7 separate regions of the Mus musculus genome follow, and all the other regions are linked to region 1. Evidence: chromatin contacts called from public HiChIP or PLAC-seq, Micro-C and promoter capture Hi-C data. All regions are on one chromosome and are shown on one strand. Each heading gives the region's core, a stretch centred on a gene start, on an enhancer-like site or on the middle of the called end of the contact. The rest is flanking DNA. Distances are from core to core; before and after follow the strand shown. Region 1 holds the start of Fam221a (family with sequence similarity 221, member A). Region 2 holds the start of Zfp467 (zinc finger protein 467). Region 3 holds the start of Mpp6 (membrane protein, palmitoylated 6 (MAGUK p55 subfamily member 6)). Region 4 holds the start of Lrrc61 (leucine rich repeat containing 61). Region 5 overlaps Osbpl3 (oxysterol binding protein-like 3). Region 6 holds the start of Gsdme (gasdermin E). Region 7 holds the start of Zfp775 (zinc finger protein 775).

The links. Promoter capture Hi-C pulls out the DNA fragments that hold promoters and counts their contacts. A called contact is a pair of places that touch in the nucleus more often than the background predicts. HiChIP or PLAC-seq counts read pairs in DNA pulled down with a chosen protein or histone mark.
Region 2: a contact with region 1 is called in a Micro-C map of embryonic stem cells, with 5 times the contacts expected there. The contact joins the promoter of Zfp467 here to the promoter of Fam221a in region 1. A contact is called at or near these places in 2 of 39 promoter capture datasets (cranial neural crest and pre-B cells), 1 of 484 Hi-C or Micro-C datasets (embryonic stem cells) and 1 of 9 other capture datasets (liver).
Region 3: a contact with region 1 is called in an H3K27ac HiChIP or PLAC-seq map of embryonic stem cells, with 9 times the contacts expected there. The contact joins the promoter of Mpp6 here to the promoter of Fam221a in region 1. A contact is called at or near these places in 2 of 39 promoter capture datasets (embryonic stem cells and pre-B cells), 1 of 484 Hi-C or Micro-C datasets (rod photoreceptor) and 1 of 115 datasets of contacts at active chromatin or transcription factors (embryonic stem cells).
Region 4: a promoter capture Hi-C map of pre-B cells shows a contact between it and region 1, with 3 times the contacts expected there. The contact joins the promoter of Lrrc61 here to the promoter of Fam221a in region 1. A contact is called at or near these places in 3 of 39 promoter capture datasets (hippocampal neurons, liver and pre-B cells).
Region 5: a contact with region 1 is called in an H3K27ac HiChIP or PLAC-seq map of embryonic stem cells, with 4 times the contacts expected there. The contact joins the enhancer-like site here to the promoter of Fam221a in region 1. A contact is called at or near these places in 3 of 39 promoter capture datasets (embryonic stem cells, hippocampal neurons and pre-B cells) and 4 of 115 datasets of contacts at active chromatin or transcription factors (astrocytes, embryonic stem cells and large pre-B cells).
Region 6: a contact with region 1 is called in an H3K4me3 HiChIP or PLAC-seq map of bone marrow-derived macrophages, with 3 times the contacts expected there. The contact joins the promoter of Gsdme here to the promoter of Fam221a in region 1. A contact is called at or near these places in 2 of 39 promoter capture datasets (hippocampal neurons and liver) and 1 of 115 datasets of contacts at active chromatin or transcription factors (bone marrow-derived macrophages).
Region 7: a contact with region 1 is called in a promoter capture Hi-C map of pre-B cells, with 5 times the contacts expected there. The contact joins the promoter of Zfp775 here to the promoter of Fam221a in region 1. A contact is called at or near these places in 2 of 39 promoter capture datasets (hippocampal neurons and pre-B cells) and 1 of 115 datasets of contacts at active chromatin or transcription factors (embryonic forebrain).

What each region holds. Positions count from the first base shown.
Region 1 is chr6:49,366,465-49,369,164 of GRCm38.p6, reverse strand. It overlaps Fam221a (family with sequence similarity 221, member A), which reads right to left and starts at 1,426. Exons shown (of 7, transcript NM_172727.3): 1 at 1,192-1,426. The coding sequence starts at 1,256.
Region 2 is chr6:48,444,538-48,447,237 of GRCm38.p6, reverse strand. It overlaps Zfp467 (zinc finger protein 467), which reads left to right and starts at 1,413. Exons shown (of 5, transcript NM_020589.2): 1 at 1,413-1,885. It also overlaps a transcript of Sspo not described here.
Region 3 is chr6:50,108,932-50,111,631 of GRCm38.p6, reverse strand. It overlaps Mpp6 (membrane protein, palmitoylated 6 (MAGUK p55 subfamily member 6)), which reads right to left and starts at 1,391. Exons shown (of 13, transcript NM_019939.2): 1 at 1,168-1,391. Gm38805 (a long non-coding RNA gene) reads left to right here and starts at 1,475. Exons shown (of 3, transcript XR_869061.1): 1 at 1,475-1,692; 2 at 2,555-2,626.
Region 4 is chr6:48,553,400-48,556,099 of GRCm38.p6, reverse strand. It overlaps Lrrc61 (leucine rich repeat containing 61), which reads right to left and starts at 1,301. Exons shown (of 3, transcript NM_177736.3): 1 at 1,118-1,301.
Region 5 is chr6:50,316,891-50,319,590 of GRCm38.p6, reverse strand. The region is part of intron 17 of Osbpl3 (oxysterol binding protein-like 3); the gene reads left to right. Among named protein-coding and RNA genes, the nearest start is that of Gsdme, 56 kb to the right of the region's middle. Within about 2 kb of position 1,335, at least 31 of the 459 cell types and tissues checked have an H3K27ac peak or open chromatin away from gene starts, as enhancers often do. A contact at or near this core is called in embryonic stem cells and hippocampal neurons, where this site is marked.
Region 6 is chr6:50,260,453-50,263,166 of GRCm38.p6, reverse strand. Gsdme (gasdermin E) reads left to right here and starts at 1,398. Exons shown (of 10, transcript NM_018769.4): 1 at 1,398-1,433.
Region 7 is chr6:48,600,662-48,603,361 of GRCm38.p6, reverse strand. It overlaps Zfp775 (zinc finger protein 775), which reads right to left and starts at 1,355. Exons shown (of 3, transcript NM_173429.3): 1 at 1,242-1,355.

The DNA of each region.
Region 1 (2,700 bases), core at 177-2,676:
CAGTCATTAAGAGCACTGACTGGTCTTCTAGAGGTCCTGAGTTCAATTCCCAGCAACCACATGGTGGCTCACAACCATCTGTAATGGGATCTGATGCCCTCTGCTGGTGTGTCTGAAGACAGGTACAGTGTACTCATATACAAAAAATAAATAATTCCTTTTTAAAAAGAATTTTTAAAAAAATAAGAAAATTTCAACTGAGAAAAAATGACACACATACACACTAGACTGGCCTGTGGGCAAGCCTGTGGCAGGACCTCTGATTGATGTAGGAGGGCCCAGCTCACTATTACTATGCTATTAGCAAACAGGCCGAGCAAGCCATGAACAGCAAAGCAATGAGCAGCACCCTCCAGGGGCACTGCATTAGCCCCTGGCCTGGCCTCCCTGGATCATGGCCTACAAGCTATACACTGAAATAAACCCTTTCCTCCTAAGTTGCTTTTGATCAGTGTTTCAATAGAGCAATAGAAACCTAACTAAGACAGACTGATCAAGCTGTTCCATCTCACATTTCCTGTTCAGAATCTTCAGAAAGTTCTAAGCATTACCCAAAACTACACTATTGGGGCAATATGCTGGGAAACCCAACTGCCTGGACACCCCACGAATGACTTGGGGGAAGCTCTATACATCTGGCTTTTCCTTTGTGCACACACATTCTCCAAGTCGTCTGTAACCTCTATTCTCCCAGTTTCCCAGCTGTCAAGAAGAAACCCCTCCTAGGCTATGGGAATTGGGGGCAGATGTGTGTGGAGCCAAAGGAGCAAGCAGCTGTGTTCCCTGCTTCCAGAGAGGAGTCTCGGAAGCTAAGTCCAAAAACCATCTCCCTTGGTTTGGGAGAGCACTGAATTGATGTATAAACTGACATCTACTAACTTTTATAGACCCAATATGTAAATCAATTGTCACTAAGAGAAACAAAAAGGGATCCATTTTAAAAGTAGTTAATCATCCCTTTTGGCAAAGGAGACTCTCAAGTGGTCTCCGAAGAGATTCATTATAGAATAGAATTGTGTGTCTGCAAATTTAATTACAGAGGATGAAATGTGAAATTAATCCAGGCCTCCCGAACAGACTCCCAGAGCGCTAGTACGTTCGTCCGCTGGGTCCGGGTTCGTCCCACCGTGCTCGGACGGACAAGAGTCCGTGAACAGGAGCCCGCCCCGCGGAGCAGAGTTAAGGCCTCACCTCCGGTACTCCAAGTACTCGTCCACTGCCTCCGCACCACCAGGAGGCAACGTCAGCCGCTCCATGGCCGCGGGAAGCGAAAGGAGCCCTTGCCTCGAGCTCTTGAGTCCGCCCTGCAGCTGCCAGGCAGGATCCACCAGACCTGCGCGAGTAACAAACAGCCTTGCCGCCAGAAACTGCCCGGTCCCGCCCCCTTAGCCCCGCCCCGTCCTGGGCCCCGCCCCTCTGTTTCACCCGCTTAGTCCCGCCCTTGTCCCCCTCAGCTCCCGTCCTCTCCCCGCAGCTCCTCCCCAATCAATCTTCCCCCTCCTCTGGGCTCCGCCCCACTTAGCTCCGCCCTCATCCTTACCTCTCCCCAGCTCCCGCTCTACCCTAGCATCCGGCCTGTCCTAGCGCCCCTCTTCTTCCTTGTGCCACGCCCCTTGGCCAAGCCCCGCTTTGCCCCGCCCCTCTTGCTGCTCCAGGCCAAACGTCTCCACCAACCCTCGTGATTGCTTCCGTGGCCCACAGTCTACCTGGCGATCCTCTAAGGGTCCTTGAGCTTAATTTAGCTTGAGCTTCGCCACCCTACCGCTACCTGAGCCCTACAAATTGGCTTCTCCTGCATAGCCCAAGGCTGCAAAACAGATGCTGTTTGCCCACTTCAAACTTCGTGCTCTTCACTGCTTCATTCCCAGAGTCTCCTTAAGAATAAGTGCAGTGCCAGGATACAATGGGTTCTCAAAACAGGGTTTATATACCTCTTCCCATTTAATCAATCTCTCGAAATGTACGTAGTCTTGGAGAATTGGCCACTTGGAGCGGTAGCTAAGAGTGCTTGCTGTGCGATCATAAGTACCAGAGTTCAGATCCCAGCACCCACATAAAGAACCAGGCATCTCAGACTCTTAATACCCCAGTTTCAAGGTAGGTGGAGACAGAAAAATCAATGAGGTTTGCTGGCTTTCAGCCTAGACAAGAAAATCCCAACCCTGGGTTCAGGGAGAGACTACATGAAAGGATTAAATGGAGCATGATAGAGGAAGACACCCAACCCTTTCCTCTTGCCCACTGGCCTCAGAGCTTGTTTACACTGCTGCACGCACCCATTCACAATCACACACTTCGAATCAGTACATCTCTGAAGTGTGGGGGAGGGGTGTCAACGTCCATGTTTTCAGTATTACGGTTGAGGCTGAGAACTGAGCATAGAAGCTTAGTTGGACAGCATGAGTTTAGCATACTGAGACCCTGGGTTCAAGTCTCGATGCCACTGGAAAATAATAAAATATAAAACCAGCAATCCTGAGTACCAGTGCAAGTGACAAGGAAAAAAAAATGTTCTCCAAAGAAAATAACAGGTTAAGGAAGAACAAGCAGAAACAATTCAGCCAAGTTCTTGCCTTCCGGGTAGGAGCACAAAGCCTTTGAGCTGCTAGGTAAGCTCTGTACTGCCAAACTATACACCTGACTCCAAGATAAGTCTGTTTCAACATTTAAAAAGAATCTCCACGCATTTTATATAAAAAT
Region 2 (2,700 bases), core at 164-2,663, 920 kb after region 1:
ATCCTGGTTACATCCTGGTCACCAGTAGGCCTCCAAGGCCACTGGGCTGGAATGCGGCTGGACCGGAAACTCTGAATCCTTCTATTTCATAATGAAATGAGGTCCCACTGGGCATCCTGCATGGTCACCCCACCTGGTGCACCCCACCTGGCCTGGGGGTTCCTTCCTCTGGGCCTACTATTGGGCCTGGGACCAAAATAGGGCCAGTATGAGTTTCCCCAGTTGCTTCCAGATATCTAGGGTTGGTGCCTGGGAGTTGAGCAGTCCTGGGGAAGGGTCAGCATCTATTCTGGGCACAGTGTCCTTCTAACTTCTCTAACATTCTCACCTGGCCACTGTTCCTGCATATCCTACATACGTGGACTGCAGTTCTCAAAGCCCATTCTTGCACACAGAGAGGGACACAAACTCTGCTCCTAGCCATCTTTACTCAGTGAAGCAGCCAGTTATTAAAAGAGCCTTTTGCATCTTGAGTCACAGGACCTCCTGATCCTTCAGGTCGGTCTCCATTGCTCCAGATTTCACTCTAACTATCTGTAAATGTTGAGGACATCCCTGCTCCATCTTATAAGGCTAGCCTTGGGTCACTGCCCTGATTCCACAGGTGTCACTATCCTTGTGTCAGGGTGCCATTGTCAGGGACCGTGTCCTATCCAAGAGGGCCATTTAATGGCCTCCTCTTCCCAGACTCTCTCCCAGCAGCTCTGTTCTGCAACTTGGCTGACAAGGGAAGCTTGGACTGGGGAGAAATGTAACTTGGATCTGCCCTTTTCCCTACAGGGGCAGGCAGGCGGAAATGGGAGCCCATGGGAGTTTGAAGAAAAATCACAGGGCATGGAATATCCAGCCTAGATTTTAATTCCAGGGCTGGGTGAGGGTGTCTGAAGAGCAGAGGGGGATGGCTTAGGAGTACCTGCACCCATGAGCAGAAATGGTGGAAGTCTGGGGAGAGATCCACACCTAACGCCAGGAGGTTTTCTTACCCACGGACAACACTCCCCCGCCCCCGCCCAGCCCCGCCCCACCTCACCCCCTGCAGTTTCCATGCCTGTCCAGCGGTCTCAGTCGGGGACTTGGTTCCTTTTTCCCCATTTTCTACTTTGAGAGCCCTCTCTCTGCCCTCTTAGATTGGTTCTTAATCCTCAGTCTCCGCGGTGAGACTTGGATCGCGTCCTCCGGTCTGGGTGGATCCTGGTGGAGAGTTTTTTGACCGATTCTCCCAATCTCTGCTGGCCAGACAGTCTCCCGCGGGACCGCGGCGCTACCACTTACTCGGCTGCCACTGGCGATTTTAAAGACAGCCATACACACATTGCTCTCCTCCCCAAACACGCCCCCTCCTCTCCCTACTCCCCCCAACTCTTCACTACTACCACCACCACCCCGTTCCGCGCTCCACCTTTCTCCAGCTCCTCCCTCCTAGGCTGTGAGCACCCTCCCTTCTAGCCCGAGTGCCCTTCCTTCTAGCCTCTTCTTCTCCTTCCTCTCCCCTCTGCCCTTCCTCGGTCCTAAGCTCCCACTTTCCATCTCCACACTCCGGGCATCTTGCCCTCAGACCGTCACCTGCACCCAAGCCCATTAGTGCACCCTCCCGCGGCAGGTCTCTCGAAGACCCTCCGCTTTAGCCTGTGCCCCGGAGCAGTGTTCCCGCTTCCCGGGTTCCTCCCCCCGATCACCCGCAACGCTGCCCCACACCCTCTCCCTCCGCGTCTTTCCTTCCCCTCCCCGCGAAGTTTCAGGGCTGTCAGTCCCGGAGTCTTTCGGGCAGCCCGCACCCAAGCTGCAGGCAGCCGGCGCCATTGTGCAAACGGCCGCCCGGGACCGGAGGCCCGAGCGCCTGGGTCCCCGAAGCGGGCCGCGGCACGTAGCCGCAGGAGCCCGCCAGGTAAGGACACCCGAGACTCCCGGGCAGGCGTCTCCCCCGCCACCCAAACGGAGCTTTACAAGCCCTGCCGACCCACGGCAGGTGACAACCCCGAGGGAAGGGGCGCGCAGACGCGAGTGTGGGGGAGGGGGGGGGTCAGACCAGGAGGGAAGGGAGTCAGGAGGGAGGGTCCTGGCGCAGATGGGGAGACTAGGAAACTGGAGGGGAGGGCAAGGACTCGGGGAGGCCCGGTGGGAGCAGGTGGGAAGAGGGCGGGAGGGGCCTGCGGGGAGGATCCCCAGGAGCGGGAGTAGGGTTCCTCGGGATAGAGGAAGGGTCCAGTGCGAAAGGGCAGGAAACGGGCTCAGGGATGGGGCTGGTCGGGAGCGAAGGACGCTGACAGGTGAGCCTAGAGCAGGGCAGGGGGCCGGGACCCGGAGTGACTCCGGAGCTCTAACAGGGGCGGGGATTGGGGGGAGTCTAGTCAGAAGGAAAACTCCGGAGAGGGCGTGAAGTCAGTGGGGAGCAGAAATGGGCAAGGGGGCTGCTGAGAGGGAGGTGTGTTGGGAAGAAAGGGGTATGGGGAGGGGCAGAACGAGGGAGTAGGTCCAGAGAATGTGGGGTTAGCTTGGATTCCCCCCCCCAAGATGGGGGGCGTGAGACCTGGAAGCTAGGGAGCGGACTAGGAGGGGGAGGGGAAGAACAAGGCTGGGGACCGGGAGGGGAGAGAAGCGGAGCCGGAGCTTGCAGGGTAGGCAGAGGGGGAAGGGAGGCGGGGGCCGCTGAGGGGGGAAGGAGAGCAGCGGGAGGGAGGGAAGCAGAGGGGAGGCTGGTGT
Region 3 (2,700 bases), core at 142-2,641, 740 kb before region 1:
TTAAGAAACAAATGACCTCAAAATGAAACAACCCCCAAAGTTATTTGTTTACAGAGCAATAAGGCCTCTAACCACAAAACTACAATCAGGCCTAGTAGTTTATCATAACTACACAGCCAAAGGCTGGTGCATTGTTTGACCAGTGTACCAAAATTTACCCTTAACCAAGGCTGAGATAGTTTTAGTACACATGAGACGTATGTAAGTTTCCAAAAAAGAAATAATGACCTGAAACACCACATGGGAAGAAATGGCTGCTAACTCATATTCCAAGTGAAGACCAATTTAACGCACCCCGAATGCTGTCAGCTATATGACAAGGAACCCCATTCAGGAGGGCTAAAGTAAAATTCCAAGAATTCCCAGAGGCGTAGGAAAAGAGTAAAAGCATGGCTAGCCTGACCTTAACCGGCTGCTTTTTGAGTAATGCGGAGAATTTTCTGAGCCTTGCCTACAGCCTTGAGTCTCTTCCTCACCCTTCTCCCCACCTACACAAATACTCACCCCAGAAAAGGGGAGCTTAATGAATGTTTTCTCGAGCTGCGATCCCAGGAACTGGTACCTTGAGAATAAACTCCCAATAAAGTGTTAAAAAAAAAAAAAAAGAGTCCCCCCAGCAAGAAAAATAACCAAAGACACCCCAACCAATCCACAAGCTGTCACCGCGCTGTCCGATCTTGCATCTACTCCCCTCCGGCCTGCCGTCCGGCCAAAATAGAAGTGGGGGAAGAGAAGGCAGGCACCTTTCTGCTTTCAGGCAAATGTGTCCAGCTCGGAGAGCACGCGCTGAGCGGCGACCGCCCCCGCAGAGGCGTGTGCTCGCCCACCGCCACTTTAGCCAAACAACTGGAACCTCGTGGCTCGGAAGTGGCAGCAGGAGTTGCAGCAAGCCTCCTCCCCGGGATCTCTGAGCCCCCAAAGGTGTCAGTCCCAGCGCCAGCCCGCTCGCTCGCCCGCCCGGGTCCACGCCGAGGCGCCCGCGCCGCAGAGGGAGGCGGCCGGCCCCGCCCGGAAGGGGCGGCCCGCGGGGGACGCGTGGGGCGAGGGGCGCGCGAGGGACACGCCACGGCTCCCGCGCCCAGGTGGCAGGGGCGGGGCCCGCGTGGCGCCGCCGGGCTTGGGGCTCCGGGGCCGGCCGTTACCGCACCGCGTGGGGCCGCCACTCACCGGCTCGCACCTCGGCCGCCTCCGCGCCGCCGCTCCACTCATCAGTCGCGGGCGCCGCGCAGCCCCATCTACCGACTCAGGGGCTCGCGGTCGGGCGGGCGACTTCCGCCGTCCCCGCCGGCCTCGCCCTTCGCCCGGCTCCGGGCGCTGCCGCTGCCCGCCGGCCCGCGCGGCCAGCCTCTCTCAGCCGCTCCGCTCCCGCCGTCGCCGCCGGGGCGCGCTCCTCCCGGCCTCGCGCGTGCGCCGGACGCGGCGAGCGCGCGGACTCGTGCGCGCGGAGATTCCCCCCCTCCCCCGCCAACCCCCGCCCAGCCCGGCCCCGCCCCTCGGTTGTGGCCTGGCCGCCAGGTGCTACCACCAGAGGGCCCTGCGGGCGGGTCCCTTAGGGTCGCCCTGGCCCAGCGCGCGTCCTCCACGTTCTGTGGGAGAGGAGCGGGAACCGGCCGAGAGCGGCTTATAGCACAAAGGAGACGCGAGAGTCCTGGAGCCCGCGCCCGCCACTCTTCTTACAGCCCTGACTCGGAGGTGGACTTGAAGGGGGACTGAATTTTCTCCCAAAGGCCCAACCCGAGGCTATGGTTCACACCCGACAAATGAAAGGACACTAGCTTCTTTCATAGTGCCAGGGCTCGGGCGGGATCGTGGAGCGGGCTTAGCCAGACCCTCCCAAACATCTGGCTTTCCCAGACCTGGGAGGAGGAGGACGGAGTACCGTGCCTCCAGCCGCGACCCTGCGCGGAGTGGGATGATTGCTGATGGGTGCCCTCTCAGAAAGTGTCCTTTTGACAGGCGTGTAGCTTTAATTTTTTTTTTTTTTTTAAGCTAAAAGGAATTGAGCATTGCAATGTAGCAAACGCTTCTGGCTAGAACTACAGTAGCAGTGCGAGAGCTTCCAGTCCTTTCTGAGATCTCTCTGCAAGCCCTCAGACCTGTGCTGTGGGCTCTCGCAGATGCTGTCATAGTCTCCCTAAAATTGAAGCAAGTAGTGTTCTTTCAGTGGAGCAACACGTCTCCTCAGTAGCTGTAGAAAGTGCAAGTGGAACTTCTCCTGTGACCATCTATCTGGTGGCTTCCACTGCGTAGCCTCTCCTAGCTTCTGAGCACCTTGCACAGCCCCTGCACAGACTGACGACAAGATTCAGAGATGGGCTTCTGAGATGTAATGCACTGCCTACTTTGTGGATGTAGCTGGCACGGAAGGGAAAAGGGGCGGGGGTGGGGGACGACTCTGATTCTGTGTCTTAAGAGGGCCCCAGTGAGTTTTGTCTTTAGCGTCAACCAAGCATCAAAGATTAATTTGCTCTGCCATGAGGATCATTAATTTTGCAAACCAACATGTAGGGGGACTTTGTAGAGCGTTAATTTAGAACCCTTTTTCCTGGAACAGCAAACCTGAGAAAAGGAAATTGGAAGCAATTAAGAAAAGTGGAATGTGCCGAGGAGCACGGAGTAACTTTGGGTAGGTATTGTGGTCCCCTATAGCCAAGTTCACCTTGTGAAATGAGACCGAGTGGGCTCGGTGCCCAAAGGTGA
Region 4 (2,700 bases), core at 52-2,551, 810 kb after region 1:
CACAAACATACATCCAGGGGCATTCCACAGTCCCACTCTGTGCAAGCTTGCCAGCCTCCTCTCCTCTCACATTCCTACACCTGGGGAAGAAGGAGCTCTAGTCTCCCACACAACCAGAGAATTTAAGCCAGTCAGTGTGAGATGCCAAAGCTTTTAAATTCAGACTCCATTTTAGAGAATCTGACCTAAGCTTGAACTCAGGTAGACTACAGGCCGGTATCTAGCATTAGTATCCAAGTTGTCCCCACAACAAAACCTGAGCCTAGCTCGTCTCTAGGCTAATCCCCAACAAGAGCAGAGTTTCCAAGTTACACCCCTAACAAGACCAGTATCTCCTGGTTATTCCCCCAACAAACCTGCACCCCAGGTTGCAAGCCCAACCCTTGCCTAATGACCACCCATGCAGAGGGGAGCAGAAGTTAAGTTTATGATGTGACTCCCAGCACCAGCCAGTTATATTAAAGGCCAAAGTAGCTTTCCATTTAGATGCTCGCATTCGTATTCCATGTTTGGTGCTTACTATAAAGCCTTGCCACATAGACATTCGGGGCTCCTCCCCCACCAAAACCGTCCTGTGTGAGGGTGGTGCATTGGGGGGGCTTGAGCTAGCTCGAATAGAATAAAGACCCTGCTGTGAGTTGCATCAGATCAGCTCCTGTGTGTGTGTGTGTGTGTGTGTGTGTTTGGCGGGGGGGGGGGGGGGGTCACTAACTTTTCCCTGGCACAACAGTGGAGGATGTTTTAAACAACACTCCGCCATCTTCTGAGCTCACATAGCCAAAGTGACAAAAGCCACGGATAAGTTCCTGCTGGGAGACTACACTTCCCAGCTTCCTTTGGGGACTACTGAAGTCATTTCCACCCATTTCTGACCCCAATAAGGGGCCGCATCCTTCTTCCTTTGTAGGCATTTTTGCCATTTGCATATCTTGTGACAAATGCTCCCTCACCGAGAATAAACAAGACCAAAACTTTTTCCGCCTTTTTCTCTACGGCTGCTCTTTTAAAATAATCTATCACACTAGCGGAACCCTTGTTGTTATGTATACCAAGAGGCTGTGATTGTGGGATAGGAAATCCAATCCTAATGTCTCCTGGCCACCAAGGCAGCACCCACCTCACCGGCCGCGATTGTTACCGGTTAAAGCGTTCTGTCTGTTAACTGCACTCAGAGCAGTGCCTGGGGCTGAGGGCGTGGCCACTAACCGCGGGCGGTTCCAGAAGAATCCAGCATCCCCCAAACAAACAGAACACGCAACTCGGTTTCTGGCGCAGGCCCAGCCGACCCGGAACCTGCGAAAGGCCGGAAGGGGCGGGGAGTGGTGCGACGCAGAAAAAGTTGTTTTTAAGGGACGCGCTGCGGCTGGCAGGGTACGCAAGTGACGCAGATTACACAACCAGAGGAGCTTCTAGCTCTTTGTGCTGGAACCCGCGGCCAGTGCTGCTGGAGGATTTTGTTCCTGTTAGTTTGGTCATTAGCACATTTGACAGAGCGACGTTGGGAAAGGCATTTATGGTTCCTTAACGAATGTGTTCTGTGACATTCAGTATGCTAGGCTGCAGGCCAGTGGTGACCTAGATTTTCTAACCCGATAAACGGTGCCTGGTACGTGCTCGCCCACCCCTCTCCGAACCCTGCCCCTCACAGCGGTGCAGTCATGCTCACCGCCTAGGACTGCAGACAAAAGGTGCCACAATAACGATAAGAAGGACCCCTTGTGGGAACCTTACCCGTATTTTTAGAAAACTACATCAGAATGTTTCCTGAGATAAATGTGCACTGCCTAGTGATATTCCCAAAGGCCTTGCCCCCAGAGATGTCACCAACGCAAACTGCCACCTTTGTAAATGACATTGTCCAACGGATAAAGAGGTCACCTTAACTAGGCACAGGGGAGAATGCCTCTCACTTTCTTTCACAGGCCACTTGGAAATGTCTACATTGGGAGGGTTTTCCATCTCCTGATGCTTTCTGTGCACTCAGACAAAGCAATCCCAGTTCAGTCCACACCCTTCCAGCCTGGGCTGGCTAAGTATAGGCACAGTTTTGTTGTTGTTCACATCTTTGCACTGTATCACAGTGCAAAGTCCTTAATGAATACGTGTTTGATGACGTTCAGTGTGCTAGGCTGCAGGCCAGTGGTGACCTAGCTTTTCTAATCCGTCAAATGGTGCCCGGTATCCATTTGATCTCCCTTGAACTTCTCCATGTGATGGACCAGCCTGAGTCTATTTTAAGATTAGAAGCTATAAATGTTCCTTCTAGGAAGGTGTGGAACCCCAAGAACCGCACAACTCTTAGCAGAGAGAGTGTCCCAATGGTAGACATGGTAGCCTAGGAACCACACAGCTCAGAGGTAGGACAGTGTCCCAATAGAAGAGCGTCCTGAGACACAGGAGCCCAGGAACCACATAGCTCTGAGAGGAAGCCTCCTCAGCAAGAGGCACTGCAGCTCCCAGGGAAGGGTATACCCAGCTGAGCTCTGGAGCCTCAGCCCCGCTCCACTTCTCTTCATTGCTTCTTTGCTTCTTCTGATGCTAAAAAACAAAAACAAAAACAAAAACATCACATCAGGAATCAAATCTCATTTAAAAAAAAACAAAAACAAAAAAAAAAACAAAATAGGGAGGGTCCAGGGAGAGAGGGGACAAATCCAGGAGTGGCTGCCTCTGCTTCCAGGAGCAGACAGCAAGGCTGTT
Region 5 (2,700 bases), core at 86-2,585, 950 kb before region 1:
TGTGTATTTATTATTTAGAGCAATAAGCAGTGTCCTTTTTTTTTTTTAATGTTTCCTGTGTGCCTAGTACTATTGCAGATGCCCAGACCCCACAGTGGAATGGGAGGCTGTAGAGACAGACAAAGAGTCCCTGTCCTCATCTAGTGGATAGCCATGTTGTCCTTCTGTGGCCTGGGGTCCGTGAGATCCTTCCACGAAAGTTAGCATGGAAGGTTCGGGAACCTCGCAGCTCACATTAGAAGTGCAGTTCTGTTTCAACAGACTGTAGAACTCTGGGCAACTTAACTTAGCCTCTTTGTGTGTCAGTTTCCTCTTTAAAGTGGGGGTGACAGCCACCACCAGTGATCTGTGGGGACAGAGAAGGGTCTGGTCTATGAAGTTTGGCTGCTCTGTGAGATTCCTGTCCTTATTGCTGTGTGAGGGCTCGAGTGTACCGGGGAATGAATACCCCCATGTGTTTGCCCATGTGGAACACTCCTTCAGCTAAAATAGAAATCGCACCTTTAGAAAGATGAAAAGCACCTTCCTCCCCTTTCAGGAGACTACGTCGTCCTTACTTTGATATATTTCTCTCTCAACTCCTAGAAAACTGAGGATAAAGAGGGAGTGGGGGAGGGGGTGCTGAAACATTCTCTGCCTTCTGGTTATTTTTGTCAATGGATTTGCATTATAGGACTGGGAGAGACAGAGTGGTGAGCTTGGCTTTTCTTTTCTGCCGCCCACCCTTTGTCTCTCTTTTTCTTTGAGATGATCTCACTGCAGATGCAGTCTGGCCTCAAACACACTCTCTTCTGGCCTCAGGCACTTGAGTAAAGGGATTACAGGTTCAAACTTCCACACCCAACCTCCCAGAAACTAAAGAAACTGCTTGTCCTAATGTAGTATAGGCTGGGAGTGGTCATGCCTCAGGTAGGAGGGCTGAGAGTTCAAGGTCAGCCTTGGCTCCATAGAGAGGTCTGGAGCAGCTTAGGCTGCCTGTGAGACCCTACCGCAAAGAAGACAAATGCAGAAACCTAAACCCAGAACAAGTGTGTTCCCTGGAACTCAGGAAAACGAATATACAGACACCCCAAATGTATTGCCAGTGGCTTCCCAGGTGAAAAATCAGATAAATGTTGCTTAATATGGGCAGAGGGGGAGGCTAAATCGGTAGTTAAGGGATCCAGTAATCTGTCTGATTCAAATTCAGCTGGGTTATTTAAATACTGAACTCAAAATGGAATGAGGATAAATGAAAACATGATTTGGTTACCATGGTGTTATATGCACTCTTGTAAAAAGAAAAAAAAAATGAAGGCCCAAAATAGCCCCAAACTACAGCTGACAATCAGGGCAGGAGGAAGAGCTGTGAGGGGAGAGGGGCATGTGAGGTGGGAAGGTGAGGGGCAGCCATGGAGCCCTGGAGGGGTGGCACCAGTCATGGGGTCTGCCAGCACATCTGCTGTGGCACTTGGAGAGGAGGACCAGAGTCCAAGGGCAGGTACCCCTGTGCCCAGAGACATCACCAGAGAGGACCAGATACCTTAGTCTGTATGAACTGGATCCCAAGGCAAAAGCAAACACACAAAAACCATCTGGCCGTTGTCTGCAGCAGAGGCTGTGCCCCTGTTTGCTTGGTGTGCAGCCTTTCGTATGGAGCCTCAGCCCATGGAGCCTCAGCTGTGTCCTCTTCCAATGGGAGTGACAGTGCATGGCCTGTGGAAGGATGCTGGCACAGTAATACGCTCACCTGAGAGAATGCCTGGTTATTGTTCTCATGTTTAGAGAGAACTTTTAAGCATCCTTAAATATAGAGTGTTAAGAGGAGTGACAGAGGCCCAGGAGGGAGGATAAGATCTGCTGTATCCCCCTGCTAGCACTGGAGGCTGAACACTGCTGTGAGACAGAAAACAAGCCCTCAGGCAGCCTTATGCTGGCTTTGCTGTCCTAATGACCACTGGTCCTGATAGAGGCGGAGCCACATCCTCCATTTGGATTTTAGCCTTGTGACTTAAGTGGCTGCTGCATTTAGTGTGCCCAAGAAAAGCGAGCCTCTTGGGACTGGGATGCTACCACTGTCTGTATTTGCTATGTATTTGCTGGGACAGGTGGATTTCCCCATTAGCAGATTATGTGAGAAGCAGGATTATTATCACAGGAGAGTATTCAATGTGAAGATGTGCCTTCCTTCTGCCATAGAAGTAGATCAGAGTTCAGGTCAGAGTCTCCTTTTTATGGGGTGCTGGGTATATCTCAGCTCAGCTCTGCACACACACACACACACACACACACCTTCCTCCTGTTCTTATGCAAGTCCTCACTAGATGACTCACTGTTATATGAAGCCCTCTAGCGTAGCATATCTAAGACACAGCAACATCCTTGTCATTTTATGTCTGTACCTGCTTGTGTGGCTTTTCGGCTTCTGACCCAGGAGACCGTCTGCCCCATGGAGGCAGCATGAGGCTATACTTATCCAGTATGTGCAGGTGACAAGCTTTTAAAATTTGGGAGGATTCTGTGGTTTCCTGTGACCTCTAGCAGTACAGATGTCCAAAGAAACATAGTAATGATTTGAGTAGGGGCCCCAGTTTAAGATTGCGTGTGTGCACGTGCATGAGCTCATGTGCATGTGTGTGCACACACTTGTGTGCTCAGGTGCTCTTGGAGGCCACAGGGACCACTGGATCCTTGGGAACTGAAACTATGGGTAGTTATGCG
Region 6 (2,714 bases), core at 149-2,648, 890 kb before region 1:
AGTGAGGAGCTAGCTGAACAGAACTGGGGCCTTCAGTATAAGCATTGCCTGGACCAGCTTTGAGGATGACCTTAAGCTAACCGGCCAGGTCAAAAGGCGATGGACACCAAAAATCTTCATCCCCTTACATGGCTTAAGTTGCTAGAAAAGAAAGCTTGAACCGGGATAACTTATGAAGTCCACCCCACAATCTCCATCTGCCCCGTCTGAGGAACAAACGCGACAGTTCATTTCTCTAAAAGATTTTTTTTTTATTATATACATGTGTGTGTCAGGGGATAACTGAAGGGTACCCTGTATGAATCAGTTCTTCCACTGTGTGGGCTCTGGGACCCAATCAGATGGTCAGACTTGGCGCCAGGCACCTTTGCATGCTATGCTGGCCATCTCATTTAATCCAAGCATAATTTACTGAGTATCTACTATGCAGTAAGTTTCAAGTTTGGAGCCGGACACTGTCAATAAAGCAGACAAAAGTTACTGTCCTCTGAGACATGAAGATTTAGGGAAGACGTTTGTATTCTACATATAGTAGAGTGGTGGCTGTTGGAGCACAGGAGAATCATAGAGTATGGAAGGAGCTACAGAGGGTAGTAGTGTGGATAGTTAGGAGAGGTTTGACGTGAGGGGACCAAAAGAGACTCCACCCTTTTAGCAGCCTCCCAGGCTCCTCCCCACTGGGGCAGCCACAAAGTGCGGCTACTCTCTGAGTGTGTAAATCCGGGGCTTGGAGGTGGGGGTGCAGAAGGAGAATTCTCTTTTTCTATTTATTGCACGGGAAAGAACATCCTATAAAAATTGACTCAGAGGGTGCAACGTTCTGCTTCAATCCTCTCCCTCAGTTTACCAAGCGCCTGTAGGCTTGATTCTGCCTTCAGAGAGCTTACCTCTCTGATTAAGCTACTCAACACCAAGCTCCAAGCCCCAAACAAGTGCAAGGGTTGCCAAGGCCAAGGTGGGAGTTTCCTGGACACTGCAAAGCCACGCTGACAGCTCACACCCTCTTAGTGCCTGGACAGGCTCTGGAGAACCAGGGGCATAGAGAAGGGGAGGTGGGTGGGATGAGGGAACTGTAGCCAGTAGGCCACAGTCTCGTCCCCATCTTCCTCCTGTGGAGCAGATGGAGAGCCAGAGACTGACCCGGACGGTTGGCAGTTCCGGAAGGAAGACAGGCAGTGTCTGGTTAGAAGTAGTCTCTGGTGCTGCCTGGATCTCCTAGACCAGCTAGCGCCTTTAACTCTGCTGCCAGGTCCCCCAGCTCCCGGGTTCAGCCCCGCCCCCGGCGCCATCCCTTAGCTTGTGGACCGGCTGAGGCATCCAGGGGCAGGACGGAGCAAAGGTCCAGGCCCTCCCTCCTCTTCTCTGTGGGTGTCCGGGAACGCGCGCGTGCGCGTGAAAGAACGGAGCGTGCAGGACGGAGAGGCGGCGCGCGGGTAAGTGGCGGCGGGCGCGAGCTGCGGGTTCCGCTTGGGCTCCTCTTCCCTCCGCCCGCATTGTGTCCTGGCCTGGGGCAAATTGTCGGCTCCCCTTTGCCCCGGAAGATCCCCTTACATCTCCCAGAGGCGGGCGATTGGGGTAGTGATCTCCTTTTTTCTCCCCACCTTCCAGTAGGAGCAGCTGCTCCTTCTTACCCATAGTCTCATTCTCGCCCTGTCTCCATTCCATCCTTGCCCCTTCCACCATGATCACCACCACTCCTGTGGTCCTGGGATGTGGCAAGTGCAGCTGGTGTTCTCTGGCACCCCATCTCACCATGCCTTCACCATATCCCATGCATCCATCCTTTGTCTTCTAATCTCTCTCCTGTGTCGGTGTCAGAAGGATCCAGTGTGTGCATGAGTGCATGTGCAGGAAGATCACAGGCTGGCATGGGTCCTGCCTGACCTGGGGTAACTGACTGAACCTCTTCACTGTGAGGCCTTTTGCCTGGAGTGGCCGTTTGGGGAGGGGTTCTTCCCACTTGCACCCCTCAGGGAAAGACACCAGGCAGCTTCCAGGCTTTGCTGAAGCCTGAACAAAACAGCCAGCCACTCACTGGGAGTCTGAATGGGACTTGGAGAGAGGAGTCAGGGAGGATGCTCCAGGACAGCTGGGCCCAGGTGACAGTCAACCCGTAGGCAGAGTTGGGAGTGGAAGGAAAAGATCTGAGCTGTTGGAGGAACAGAATCTAGATATGCAATAACAATGAATTCTCTTCAACATGCATCACCTAGGAGTGCTTCTTGTAAGAAAGGCTGGACCCCTGATCAGAGAGAGCAGCAACCTAGACTGCCTGCCCACATCCCTGGACTCCAGGATGGCCTGCCTCCTGAGGAAGCTGTATATTGGCCACAGGGTGTTCTTGTTCTTTTTGAACTCTGGAGTCCTTGGAGAGGTCTCCTCTTTATACATAGGAATCTTCTCGTTTCTTTTTGAGATCCAGTCCTGGGAGCCTGGTCTGCCCTTGAACACTCTGATCCTGGGGCTTCTCCCATGGCCAAGTGGTAGGATTACAGGAAAGCTCTGCCAATCCCCATAACTGTGTTTACCTTTGAAAATTAATTAAAACATTTTTTTAAAGATATTATCTGTCTGTGAGGGCCAGCCTGGTCTTGGATTTGTAATTCTCCTGCCTCAACCTCTCTAGCCCTGAGTACCCAGATTACAAGCTGTGCCACCATATCTGTCTCCCTCTGATCGTAACCTCTGTCCCACTCTCCTCTGCTCCTCCTCAA
Region 7 (2,700 bases), core at 106-2,605, 770 kb after region 1:
CCACCCAGATCCAAACTGATTTTTCTAAAACTGAAATTTTGACATTTTACCCCCTTGACATACTTCAAGAGCTCTCCAACACTTGGAAATTTAGACAAAAATGTCTTGGCAAGGCCATTCAAAACATAGTCTTTGGTTAGCTTTCCCCATTGTCCCCAATATCTAGATTTGTTATGTCCTCACACACCTGCATACCTATAACTTGTCTGTCTTGCAGTGACCTTGCCCATACACCCCCTCCCTGGTCCAAATCAGGGGTCACTTTGCCAGAGACAGACATCTTTGGGAAACTCAAAACTACTGTTTAGCTATGTGTCATCCAAACAAGTACCTGTGGGGTAACTGTCATCATCCATGCTTTCTGTTACCACCAGAAGACCAAACGCATCCTAATACAGGATGCCTCTATCCCTAGCACACAGTCCAGACCCCAGCCTTGTAAACCATTACAAAACACGGTTATGAGGGCTCATTTACATAAACGTCAGCCACAACTGAGTGGTAGAAGCACAGAATCATGGAGCTTCGGAACTGACAGGACACAAATGCTATGGGATGTTTTCATGTTATTAACACAACTAAAAACCAAAAACAAACAAATAAAAATGCAGAGCCTGTCACTTGTCTCCAACCTCAGGTGACCACACCCAACTTGCCACTGCTGCTAGAGACCATTCGGACTCTGTGTCGCCAGACACCACACCCACTGAGACTGCTGCGGTCATTTTACTTGAAAGAAGTCTCAGTAACCACCCCCGAAGACGCGCACACAGTTGTAACTTCTGCGTGCTTTCCTTTTGCTTGTTCTCCGTCTCCACCCTCATCCCGCCTCGCAGAATCGCTTGTAGCCAACACTGGGATTGCTGCCCCCAGAAGCTCTTCTACACGGAAGCAGACACAGACAGGGAGCTCAGAACAACCAGATGGCTCAGTAGGTCCTCTTGGCTCTTCAACAGTCCTACCCTCCTGACCTTACTGCCCTGGCCTGTTGACCTCCCAGCCAACCTCAGGTCCCTCCCAACTGAGCTAGGAAGGGTGCTGGTGGTACAGAAAATTGGGACCCAGAGCTGAGGTGCACGCGGGACTCAGGGCGCCTCAAGGCCCGGGACCCATCCTTCCTCTACAGCCCGGTACACCGGAGCAGCACGGGAACAGCGACCCGGCGCTGGTCCGTCCCTGCACCGCCCCTCCCCGCCAGAATTGCACAGGACTCGGAGGGAGGGGGCCTGAGAAATAAATACCTTTGACTTTGTGGCTAAGGTTAACGGGAACGGCTACCCAAGGGGCGACTTGGGTACCGGGCTCCGGGCCATGGCCAGTCCCGGGGCAGGCGGGGCAGGCGGACGCGTGTGATTGGCTGGTCGCCCTGCACCGCCCCGCTGCGGATTGGCTGAACGGCTCAGATGACACTCCCGGCCCTATTGGTGCAGCCCGCGGGGCGGCCCCTTTGTTCTCCGGAGCCAATAGCCAGGGTCTGACCTCGCCTGCGGCCGCGCGGCCCTAAGCAAAAAATCAGTGAGCTGAACACTGCTGGGGTGGAAGAGGTGGCCCCCTAATGCTCTGTGCCCCGCGGAGCATAGTTGCTGTGCCCGTCCACCAGGTGCCTCGGATCTGCCCACCTTTGAGCGCTCTGCCTCCCGCACAAGCGCGTATTGATATCTGAACTCGCGGCGTAGGTGCGGGGTACCACGGTAGTGAGGTGCCATTAGGTTTCCTTGCTTGGAAGCCATCGCGGGCCAAATAGAACACAGCACTTTTAGGACCCCTCTGGAGAGTATATCTACTTTATTGTGGCTCTTTTTCTTTACTCCCTGAAAGCTATGTTTAGGCGGCATTGCTCACACTTGCCTATTGCACATTGCAGGGCTCTTTTGCCTCGTGAGGGTACAGTGAGCCATCATCAGCCAGCATATCATCAGACCACACTGAGTCATGATAAATTATGTTTGGAGCTGTTTGCAAGTGGCTTTGGAAATCATTGCATTCGGGGAGCTTTTTCTAGCTGAGAAAACAGGTCTGAAGAGGTTACCTAACCGCATCTAATTTCACTATGCACTAAGGTTCTGTTGAGTGAAATATCTTCTAGCTGCTAACCAGGTCCAGACTGCCAAGAAGGGTGATTGGTTCCCAAACACCTCCAGGAAAGTGTTTTCATTCCCACCCTTTCCTATACATCTGATAGAATTCCTCCCACCTCTGCCTTGAGTTTGGTCGCAGCTGGGTAATCACAGTGGGGTCAACTGGAAAGATACTGCATTTTCTCTCCAGAGCTACTTTGGAGGTGCATTTGGGACCAGGATGGATGTCCTGTAACCCCTACCATGGCACCAATCTGTAACTGTTCAAGCCTCTAGGCCCCCAGCTGCTGTTCAGCTGTCAAGCATTGTGGAAACTGGGGCCAAGTTTCTAGCCATTTTCCACTAAATTCATGTGCAGTCATCACAAGAGAGAGTTTTCTGTTTCTGGACTTTGATGTGTTTGCCTGTGAAATAGATGAGTGAGTTTTCCCACCTGCTTATGTGCCTTTCTGGATTTTCATTCCTACCTCTCAGAGCAGCATTCTAGTTTCAGATCCTCCACCAGCTAGTGTGGCCCAGGAACAACACTTCCTATCCAGAGTGACAGACTCTCCAGACTGACACTCAGGACCAAGGCTGTTCCAGAAGTGGAAGAATGAAGCACAGTAAGTGAAGGCTAGCC